2 separate regions of the Rattus norvegicus genome follow, and region 1 is linked to region 2. Evidence: chromatin contacts called from public Hi-C data. All regions are on one chromosome and are shown on one strand. The core of a region is the stretch at or near the end of the contact, and the rest is flanking DNA. Distances in the headings are between cores, read along the strand shown.

Region 1 (5,462 bases), core at 441-2,940, 71 kb before region 2:
GGTCCAGGACATTGGCAGGTGGAAGATATCTGTTCCAAAGGCACAGACATCAGGGAAAAGGTTCTGATTCTGTAGCTCACAGGAGTCTGGAGCAGCAGGAATCGGTCATGATCTTTAAGTGAGCAGGTGTCCTAGGGATGGAAGTGCCTTCTAGACAGGATCACGAGAGACCATAAAGAAGTCGCAGGAGAAAATGTACTTAGCTACGTGGCATTTCAGCAAGCAGATCTGGGAAAAGAAGTCAGGAGGGAGCATTAGAACACTTAGTTGTGAGTATATTAACTTCACAAAGGTAAGCTGCATTCAAAATGCAGGGTTCATTTCCCCAGAGAGCCTCAGGGCCTTCTCATAGTAAAGCAGGGCCTTCATCTCCTGCCCTTTCAGTTTGAAGACCAGTCCAAGAAGGCTGGTGCTCTCCACAAGCCGGACATTCTGGCGAACACGTCTTTCAGCCACTTTCTCCAAAGCTGTGAGTAGTTTCCTCCAGGCAAAGGACTTCTCTTCTAGTTTTAGACCTTTTAAGTAGTGAGTGATTGCCTTGTCTTCTGACTTCTTATGAAATTGTTGGAAACGGCCGTAGCGGAAATGAATATCCTGCTCTATGTGGGCTACAAGGTTGTTGAGGTTCAGGGCCTCCTGGAAATTTCCCTCTGCTTCTTCATATTGGCCAATTTCTGCCTGCATTTCAGCCATGCAAACGTAAGCCATCTCAAATGTGGGCCTCAGATTCAAAGTCTCTTGAAATTCACAAATGGCCTGATGTGCCAATTCCTGTATATTCTCCTGCCTTCTGGCCTGCCTGTTTCCAGATGTCTTCAGTTGGATCATCTGTTGCTTGTAACAGAGCCCTTTTTGGTAATGTAGGTAGCCAGAGGAAGGTGACGTCTGCAAGGCCCTGTGTAGAAGATGAAGAGCTTCGTTTATGTCACCTTTCCGGCGGAAATACTTGGCTGCGTAGCGAAAGACATAGCTTTGGCAAGATGTGCTGCTGAGGGCTTCTTCAATGTGTGTTTCTGCTTCATCTTGTTCCCCTAAATCCTGAAGCTTTAGAGCAAGGAGAACTTTAAGGTGTGGATCTTCTGGATTTAACCTGACAGCCTTCCTTAGAGGTTCTAGAGAAACATGGTTGTCATCGAAATCTTGGCGATAGGCCACAACTGCATAGCCAGCATTGTACTCAGGGTTTTCTGGGTCCACCTGCAGAGCCTTTGCAAAGCAGGCCATGGCTCGCATATAGTTACTTCCTCCACACTTCAGCAAGGCCCAGCCTTCCTCACAGTCTATCTCAGCACACTCCATCCTGTAGTGGAAGGGACTTGAGAATTCCCTGCAAACATTCTCCACCTTGTCCAGGTAGATCTGGGCTTCTGCCAAGCTGCCCCTGTGGTAATGCACCCAGGCACAGTTGCCCCAGGTCACCAGGCTTCTCTTGCCCAACTGCTCTCCCTCGATCAAGGCTTCAGCCTCTTTCAAGCTCTGCAGGGCTTCCTCCTGCTCACCTTTCAGGTGTCTCACGTAGGCCTGGAGGTTGTGCATCCCCAGTGAGTTCTTGATGTCAAGGAACTGGACCTGCTCTGAGATCCTCACTTCCAAATCAGGTATGTCATTTTTTTCGAAGAGCAGGCCCCATGTGAAGTGACATCTCAGCTGAAGCAGATTCTCCATGACCTGGTCACCATCAGCATTCTCTCTAGGAGGAAGAGGCAGAATGAGTTGTTATTTGAGAAATGGCCAGAAATGGACACTCTTGGTCTTTTATCCAAAGCCTCACACTTACTGTTCCGTTAGAGTCCCTTAATTGTAAACTGACGACTTCAGACAAGGCCGGACATAGATGGCCACAAGGAATACACACACACACACACACACACACACACACACACACACACACACACACACACACAAAGATGACAGACCCTTCTTCTGAGGTTTAGAACTCTAAAAAATGATTTCTTCCTTTCCTACTGTCTTTGAGGACTTTATGTCCACTTGCATGCTGCCTGAGTTGACATACAAATTGGACCTGTCCATTAGCTAAACAACGAATATTGAGAACATGTCACTGTCACTGTAGGGCCTGTTCCTTTCATCTTAGACACAAACAAGGAACTGGTGTGATGTTCTCAAGAAGTAGGCTATCTCGGATCAAGTGGACCTGTTGTCTTCTTTCTGACACTAGGGGCATGATTCTTCTGGGTCTTCTTATTTTGGGGTGATTTAGGTGTGGGGCTTCTAGAGTGTGACAGACCTTAGCTCCCCTCCTCTGTGGTTCAAAGGATTCCCTGCATTTTAAAGATGTCTGTACAAATTGAAAGGCTTTCCTTGTCTCCCTACAGTACAGTTCCAGAGCTTCCCAGGTGTGTATCACTGCATGCCTCAGTGTCATACTTTACCTATCTATGAAATGGGAACAACTTTAGTATCTCCCACTCCTGGTCTTTGGAGGTTTTAGTGAGTATATAAGTATACAATACATGGAATATATTATAAAACCCTATAAGAGTTTCCTATTTTTCTATTGGTGTTCAAGACAAGAGGTAGAATTTAGTCACTCATGTTTTGGGTAGGTATCCAAAAGCAAGCAGCTTTAAATCATGTTCAGGGCTAGAAGTCAAAAGGCTCTTGGTTTTGTTGGTGGTTGTCTCTGCCAGAGGCCATGTATGTCATACTGCATAAACCAGTTGTCTTTGGTTTTGATCTGGTCAGATGGCAAGAGTAGCAAAAGAGAGGTGTGACAACCTGTTAGGTCTTTCCCATAAAGAAGACCATGCTTGGAGTCCTTAAAGGTAGACCAATAAATGGGAAATGACATCTCCTGAATCAGCCAGTTGGACTGAGTAACTCCTGCATCCCCCATTCACTCACCCAGTATATATTATAAATTATATGCGATAGCCCCTATTTTCTGGTCCCAATTCTATTGTAGGAAGTTTGTCTTCTTTTTTCAGTTATGTTCCCTCTTTTAACCCCCTGGGGGGTGGTCTTCTTTATGAAAACTACCTGCTGTGGTTCATGAACATCAGTTTTTTGTACTGTAAGACCAGAATTCAGCATCACTGACTCAAAGAAAGCTTTGTGTGACTGACCAAAATTCTATGAAGTCTCCAAGGTACTCCAACAACATACATGATTTTGAAAACCTAGAATTGGACTCACTATAAACCTAAAGCAATCAACACGATATGGTACTAGCATGAATAGCCCTGAAAGAGAAAAGGGACATACATGTTGCAGGGGTCGGGGACACAAAAAGCCAAGTGTCAAAACACTACATGTATGGCTGCACCTTTTTGCCTAGGCTGCCACAGGAGAATAATATAGACTCAGTGACTTACACAACAGAACTTGGTTTTATCGTAACACAGCAAGTTATAAATCTCAGATCAAACTGCTTGCCTGGTAGCACCTCATCTAGCAATCATTTCTTCCTGACTTGCAGAATGTCACATTCCTGCTCCATTGTCCTGCAGTCTGTCCGGTCCGTGCCATGAACTGAGAACCCTGGATTTGCTTCCTCTTCTTGTAGGAAAGCCTCTCAATTCTGTAACAGGTGCCCTGCCCTCAGGTCTTCAGCTAACTTTAACCTATGTCTATATATTTTTACCTTTCTCTATGTACAAGTACTACTTTTGCAGTTGATTTGGAAGGGGACATAGTTTGAACATTAGTATAGGTTGGCTTAGTGACATAGTTTCTAAGGTGTAGATCTGCTGAAGGCAGTTTCTTTTGGGGATGTTTTAAGTCTCTCATATAAATGACTAAAATAGAGTTGGAAGGAAATGTTAAAGAGAGTTTAGTCATAGTTCAAGACAGAGAATAAACTCACAACAAAACACGGCAAGCAAGCTTTAAATCTTTGCGTCTGTCAGGGGGTCAGGGTTGGAATAGCTTTCTGATTTAGAGATAATCCTGCAAGCCATTACAGTCAGGTCCTGAGAGAGAGAGACTGCCCAGAGTGTCAGTGCCCTGATGTCACACTAAGGGAGCCATGTAGACCAAGACTGAGCCACAAATAGAGTTCCCCACTTTTCTCTCTAGGTCTTGTCTCTTCCTATAGTTGTCGTCTGTGCTCTGTCCTTTGTGTGAGTTTGGGTGGTCTATCCCAGTGACATGTCTAATTGTGTACAGAACCTTAAATGCTTTTGAGGCAGGTTATAATCTTGGTTTCAGTCCTGGCAAAAGTTCAGTCTCATCAAAGGTAAGAGATATTTATTTTCAGAAAACAAGACTTAACCATGTGTCAAGGCATTCTACCTGGTACCTGACAAAGGGAGGCAGGAAAGGGAAAATGAGACGGTGACAAGTTCTCAGCTAACATGGGGAGTGAGAGCCTGGAAGTAGCTACTTTGAGATGAGGACTTTGGGGCTAGAGAAGTACATCTCTTATTAAGGTGATCCATGGAGAGAGGTGCCTTCCATTTTGGGAATCTTACCATCTTTGGAATAGTTTTGAATGCCATTTCTCCAGGAAATAACAATTCTTTTGAAAACCTCACCAAGAAGAGTGCCCAAATGTGAGCCCAACAAGATTGACACCAGACTTAACTATGCACAGAGAACAATGAGCAGCCCAGTAAAGCTTGGAGAGGAGGTCTTCTCCAGGAAAGAGACCAGCCATTGGTTGTCCAACACCAAATGTTGGTTCCTGATCACATACACACAACTAACATTATAAAGACTTAACAGGTTATATTTAGAAATTTATGTGTATGTACATACGTGTGTGTGTGTGTGTGTGTGTGTGTGTGTGTGTGTGTGTGTGTGTGTGTGTGTGTGTTTGGGGTGCTTATGCCAAGGCATGCATATGGAGGTCAGAGGATGGCACAGCATTACACACTGGTCTTCACCTTGTTCCTTAGAGGCTGAAAGCCAAGTGTGTTCTACCTCCTCTCTCAGTGGTACCACTTGGATTCAACCCTGGTCCTTATGGTTTTTTGGTGAGCCCTTTACCCACAGAGCCATCTGCCCAGCACCATTTTAAATCTTCAAGGGAAGCAGTTGTGAGGCTCCCTTCCCCCCTTGGCAGGGTATTTCAGAGCCTATGGAGTGTGACAGGAGACCACAGAAAGAGCATCAGTGGCCATGAATGTTCGTAGCTTGCAGAATACTATCAGTCCTTCCTTCAAGTCCTTCCTAGGCTTCAAGTAATGGAAGGAAGATGCTCAAAATGTCCTTCATGTACCAACCTGGAGAAGAAATAGGGCACATTCTTCTTGCCATCGAAAGGTTCCTGAGTGTTGAGAGCTCTTGGTGCCACTTTCTAGGAATGTGGTGGGAAGTTGACATTGGACTAGGACAAGGAAGTAGGCTCAAGATGAATTCAGCTGAGGAATGTGTTATTTGTATCTTAATGGGTTTTGTTAAGGCTCTGAATACAGTAATCATGGGACCTCTGTTTATGCTTTGTTTGTTCCTTAACTACTCTGTTTATACCTTATTTATTATTCCTTGACTACTTTGTT
Region 2 (5,580 bases), core at 2,564-5,063:
TGTTTGTAGTCATTATCTAGTATCTAGATGCCCGGAAATAGTCTCCAAAGGGATAGAGGCTTGCTTGCATAAGACTGTATCATTGGCTTTACCCGAGGCCCTAGAAATAGGACTAACTCAGCTGAGCAGTGGCCTACAGGTGTGTCCAACCTTTGACATGACACTGTCATCTGTAAAGCTCAAGCTCCAGAACTCCACACTATCAACTTACAACCAAAGAAGCCAAAACCAAACTAAATAAGATAAAGAAAAGGAAAGAAACCACCATTTAATGTGACCTCCTCGGCCTGGCAGGCTAGGGAGACCATAAAATACGCCCAGGAAAAGCAGACGCAGACCTTGAGTGATAGGCCTTATCAGTCTGAGCAGAAATTTCAGCCTTGGCGGCGGCTGTGAGCTTTGATATGCCGGAGCTAACAAACTGCGCACCCTTGTATGCTGCAATTAACCAGCGGCGAAGATAGGGAAACTCATTGGATTTACTGCTGTGCTGTTGTTACCCCCACGTCACTGTTCTGGGGATGGGTTTTGTGGTTTCTCCCTTTATATACACTGTGCTGAATATTAGACTTTGAGCCTTGATGAGAACACTGTCTTGGCTCCATGTGCCCCCCTCCATCCACCTCCCTCCCCGCCCTTCTCATTTCCAGCCCTCCTCTCAGGTGAGCCCTGCTTGACCTTAAGCGGCTGGATGGCTACAACAAATGCTGACTCAAACTTACACAACTCTAAAGATAAGTACCTTCTTAATGTATCTAAGGGGGCTGGAGCCATGCTTTCACCATGAGGACCACTGGCCGCTCTTCTAGAGGATCTACGTTCAATTCCTACTACCCTCATGGCAGCTCACAACTGAAAAGGGGACCTGGCACCGTTTTCTGCCCCCCTGAGAGCATTAGGCGTGGCCAGGACGCATAGACATACGTTAAGATAAAGCACTCGTACACATAAAATAATAATTAAGAAAAATGCACCAGAAGCACCTACCTTTCCTACCTTACAAGTATGGGGTAATTTCAACCTGTCCAGGACCTACATATTTATAAAATTCTTTATAGCTGGATTCACTTCAGCTCAACATTCTCTACAAAATAAGAGGATGGGTCAAAAGCTCACACTCTGTAATACCGTCCGTGCTGCCCGTAGTCACAGAGTAATCTCTGTGGCACATGGCAGAGAGCCTACTGATGAAGCAGTGATGTACCCAGGCATAAAATCAAGTCACTTGGTAGCCCTGGCACTGAGAGAGGAAGTAAGATGAACATTTGGGGAAACTCCTATACTTTAAAGGTCTCTAGAGTTGCAGGAATAGCTCCCACGATGTGACAGCCAGGTCAGCGGAAATGAAACTAGAACGATAGCTTTCTAATTCCCGACCTTCTTTACTACTGCTGTGTAACAGTCACAGTGTGGAGAGAAACCGATACCTAGAGGAGTTCCTTCTCATGTGCTTCTAGAAGCCGCCTAAGCAGTTTTTGCAAGGCTCTTCCTTCATTCCTCAGGTTACCAGACATTAAAGTCCACGTGGTGGGCAGTAAGGCTGATGGAATGGGGAGAGCAAGAACAGGCTGCTCTGTCTCTAGACCAGGTCCCAGGGCAGCTCCGACCGCCCCCAACATCTCCCGCGAGGCTGAACCTCCATCACGGAGCTAAGCACATACCTGGACCAGAGTGTGGAAATGTTAAAGGGCCCAGAGGAATGAGAGGCAGTTGTAGGTCTGCTGCATCAGAGAAGGGAGCAGGGAGGCGAACACAGTGAGTTAGAAACCACAGAAACGCTTGCTCTCTTCTTCCAAGCATAAAGGCAAAAATGGCCACTTCTTTCTCACTCTCCAAATCGAAGGGCATTCTGGGGAACCACTGAGACTAGCCAGATTGACACATGTAGCCCAGTTTGCTCCTATCCTAACCCAGGCACTGCCCTGCGACCCCTGCAAGTGCCTTCCAAGATAGGATGCCTTTTCACCGTGAAACAGATGTGGAGGAATACAATACATTCTTTATTTCTGGAAGGATGGCCAGGGAAACCAGGCCAGCACTGCACTCTAATAATAGCAGCAGCCTTCAACAAATTAAAGCCTTTCGCATCTGTGAGTGCTCTCTGAGCGAGAACTCCATGAAGCCGTGTCTCAGCAGTGGCCATCTCTCTCTCTCTCTCTCTCTCTCTCTCTCTCTCTCTCTCTCTCTCTCTCTCTCTTTCTCTCTCTCTCTCATCTGAGCCTGCTGCTCTTCCTTTTGTTCCTGGCCAAGGCTCAGCAATCATCTCTTTACTCTACCAGACATCAGTATCAATAAACATGATGGTTGGTTAAATCCATGGGTCAAGATTGAAAATCCTAAGGGACAGACCTCAGTGGAAAGCATTTTTCAAAACAAATAAATATATTCCTTCATATCGAATCAAGATACTATAAACACGTATCTTGGGCTGTTCAGACATCCAGTACAGAAGACTCTCTCTTTCCTTGACTGGTGTGTTACTTTTCCAGGATTGAGCAGGGCAGAGATGTGAACGTCTCGCTTCGTAGAAGTACCAGACACAAAGGTTCCTCAGGCACCGTAGGTAAAGCTGTCCACAAATGACTGACAATGATGATAGCCACATATAGTTATTATTTTCTTCTGAGCATTAGAAACTAAGTTTACTAGCACAAGCAATTGAAGGCAACAAATATGCAGGTATTCTTTAGGAAAATGCAAGACCAGAGACAACCCTTTTTTTTGGTTCTTTTTTTTCGGAGCTGGGGACTGAACCCAGGGCCTTGCGCTTCCTAGGCAAGCGCTCTACCACTGAGCTAAATCCCCAACCCCCAGAGACAACCCTTTATTCTAGAACCCTTTTCATTTTTAAATCAAATTACATCCCAAAGGAAAAATACTGAACTCTTTTAAACAATGACAAAGCAAACAAACAAAACCAACCCCAAACCCCATGTTTGTGATTGTGTGTTTGTGTGTGTACATGTGTGTGTGTTTGTGTGTGTGTTTGTGTATATATGTGTGTATGTGTGTGTTTTTGTGTGTGTTTGTGTGTGTATGTGTGTATGTGTGTGTTTGTGTGTGTTTATGTGTTTGTGTGTGTATTTGTGTGTGTGTGTGTTTGTGTGTGTATGTGTGTGTGTTTGTGTGTGTTTGTGTTTGTGTTTATGTATTTGTGTGTTTGTGTGTGTTTGTGTATGTGTTTGTGTGTGTGTTTGTGGGTGTGTTTGTGTGTGTGTATGTGTCTGTGTGTTTGTATGTGTATATGTGTCTGTGTGTGTATGTCTGTGTGTGTGTTTGTGTATGTGTGTATGTGTCTATCTCTGTGTGTGTCTCTGTATGTGTGTGTTTGTGTATGTGTGTATGTGTCTGTGTGTGTGTCTCTATGTGTGTGTGTGTGTTTTTGTTTGTGTGTGTATTTGTGTGTGTGTGTTTGTGTGTGTATTTGTGTATGTGTGTTTGTGTGTGTATGTGTGTGTTTGTGTTTGTGTGTGTTTGTGTTTGTGTTTATATATTTGTGTGAGTGTTTGTGTGTGTTTGTGTGTGTATGTGTCTCTGTGTGTTTGTATGTGTATATGTGTCTGTGTGTGTATGTCTGTGTGTGTGTTTGTGTATGTGTGTATGTGTCTATCTCTGTGTGTGTCTCTGTATGTGTGTGTTTGTGTATGTGTGTATGTGTCTCTGTGTGTGTGTCTCTATGTGTGTGTGTGTGTGTGTGTGTGTGTGTGTGTGTGTGTGTGTGTGCTTTGCCTAACGATCCTTAGCATACAGTCATGGGTAGTTTAGTAGTCCTCATGTTCCAAGAATCCCAGGAATTTGAACTATGGCCATTATGATGTTCTGGACCCTGTTAAGGGCCAAGTAATAAATCTTCTTCTGGCTGGGTGAGCAACCAGTCCAGACTGCTCTTGTGGCATCAGAGAGCACGTGATCCAATAAAACGTCACTCATAGAAGCAAATAGCAAACAGTAGCTGGCTTTGGGTGGACGTTTGTTAACCTTGTCCTATGACCCTGTGTATTCTTCATGCTCAGATTATCTTGAAGACACGAGGTCCTATCTTCTCCAGCAGGGTCTTTTCAGCCATTGCCTTACTCTTTTGGATAGCACACGTTTCAGGGGACCAAAGTGCTGTAGTTTTTCCTTTTGTTTTCTTGGAGTCTTTGTTGATATTTTACCTAAGTACAAGTGCACTCCAGGCTCACGGCCTCCTGAGCTGTAGCTGCTCTGAAGATGGTGACACCGCTTGCTCTCAGCGCTCCCAAATACCCCCCTCACACAGTATTAATTACACAAGGACACAAATACTTCTGGTGCCTTCCTCAACTCGGAACGGCGCTCCCCAATTTGAGATTCCCAGTCCATACATCTAGCCTTTACCTCTCTTCTTCCTTTAACAACGTTTTGAATCCGGAAAGTATTTTTTAAAAGAATGAAAGAGAAAGAAAGAAGAAAGAGATTCCTTGTGTCTGCTCAACAGAGAGGCACTCTTACGTCAGCTGTCATTTTAAAACACCAAACCAGCAAAACACAGGTGGGAGTGGGAGGGGGAGTGGAGAGACCACTGCACACTAACATGTTAATGGACTTACAGAGTTAAGAGAATGTGGCGCATTAAACAAGTGTCTGTAATTTCCGGTGCACTTCCTTCTCAAATAAACAACCGGGAACGGAAGGAAAGACAGCTGTTTTTGAAAGCCTTTGAGTGAGCTGAGTTTTGAGTTCTGGATAGAAAAGGGCTCAGGATCCAGAGTCCATCCAGCGCCACTAGTGGGCGGCCCAGGGAAACAAAAGTCGGTCCAGCCATATTTAAGAGTGATGACCACTTCTAAGTCTCATCTCGGTGTGCCTTGCTGATGAGTAAAAGAGCAGTAACCGCAGATGCTGGGATTTCCCTTTAGGCAGAATGGTGGCTGGTGAAGGGTGTGTGGCCAGTGACTACTGCTTCGGGCGCGGGCTACTGCTCCTCACAGCCCAGTGTACCTGGTACCCACACTTTGTGGGAGCAACTGCTAGCCCGTTAGGCTACGCATTAAAGATATCTGTGTTTCCTACTTGTTTGCAGCGTTGGTCAGGTGTGTGGCTGGCATACCTGAATCCTTTGGAGGACTCCCCACTGTTTCCTAAAGTGAGCTCCACCTTTCTGGGTCCCCACACCCACACCGCTCAGCTAAGGGTGGGATTCTGCACTCACCCAGGCAACCTGGCTCGTATACTGCTCCCAGCTAGCTTTATACCGGGGTGGTACTCCATCATAATGCTGCTTCCTTCTCACTGGGTCCTGCTACTGTCGCCAGAGGGTGCCCTTCTCCACCGCTTTGAACTTTATTATCCCTAGATACTAAATTTGAGAGTTTGCAGCCAAAGTACTTTCAGAATTGGGAGCGAGTTGATTTTATCCGTTCTTCTATGAAGTTCCCCTGAATTATCCAGCCTCTGGGCTTTGGTGATCCAGCCAAGCTCTAGCATAGACTTCTCCTTGTACAATACAAGACCAGACAGGATCCTTTACTGTACTTTCCTATTTTTAATGTTTGCTGACGTTTCTACCTGAAGTGGATTAATTCGCAGACGGTAACATTCTGGACAGCAGAGATGACA

The links. A called contact is a pair of places that touch in the nucleus more often than the background predicts.
Region 1: a Hi-C map of the A7r5 cell line shows a contact between it and region 2, with 2.9 times the contacts expected there. The contact joins the promoter of Ifit1 here to the enhancer-like site in region 2. A contact is called at or near these places in 9 of 12 Hi-C or Micro-C datasets (the A7r5 cell line, the Rat2 cell line, Schwann cells and 5 more).

Annotation. Positions count from the first base shown.
Region 1 is chr1:241,561,425-241,566,886 of GRCr8, reverse strand. It overlaps Ifit1 (interferon-induced protein with tetratricopeptide repeats 1), which reads right to left and starts at 1,690. Exons shown (of 1, transcript NM_020096.1): 1 at 1-1,690. The coding sequence starts at 1,690. The coding sequence ends at 304. It also overlaps a transcript of Ifit1bl not described here.
Region 2 is chr1:241,492,159-241,497,738 of GRCr8, reverse strand. No RefSeq gene overlaps it. Among named protein-coding and RNA genes, the nearest start is that of Ifit2, 21 kb to the left of the region's middle. Within about 2 kb of position 3,813, at least 18 of the 93 cell types and tissues checked have an H3K27ac peak or open chromatin away from gene starts, as enhancers often do. A contact at or near this core is called in the A7r5 cell line and kidney, where this site is marked.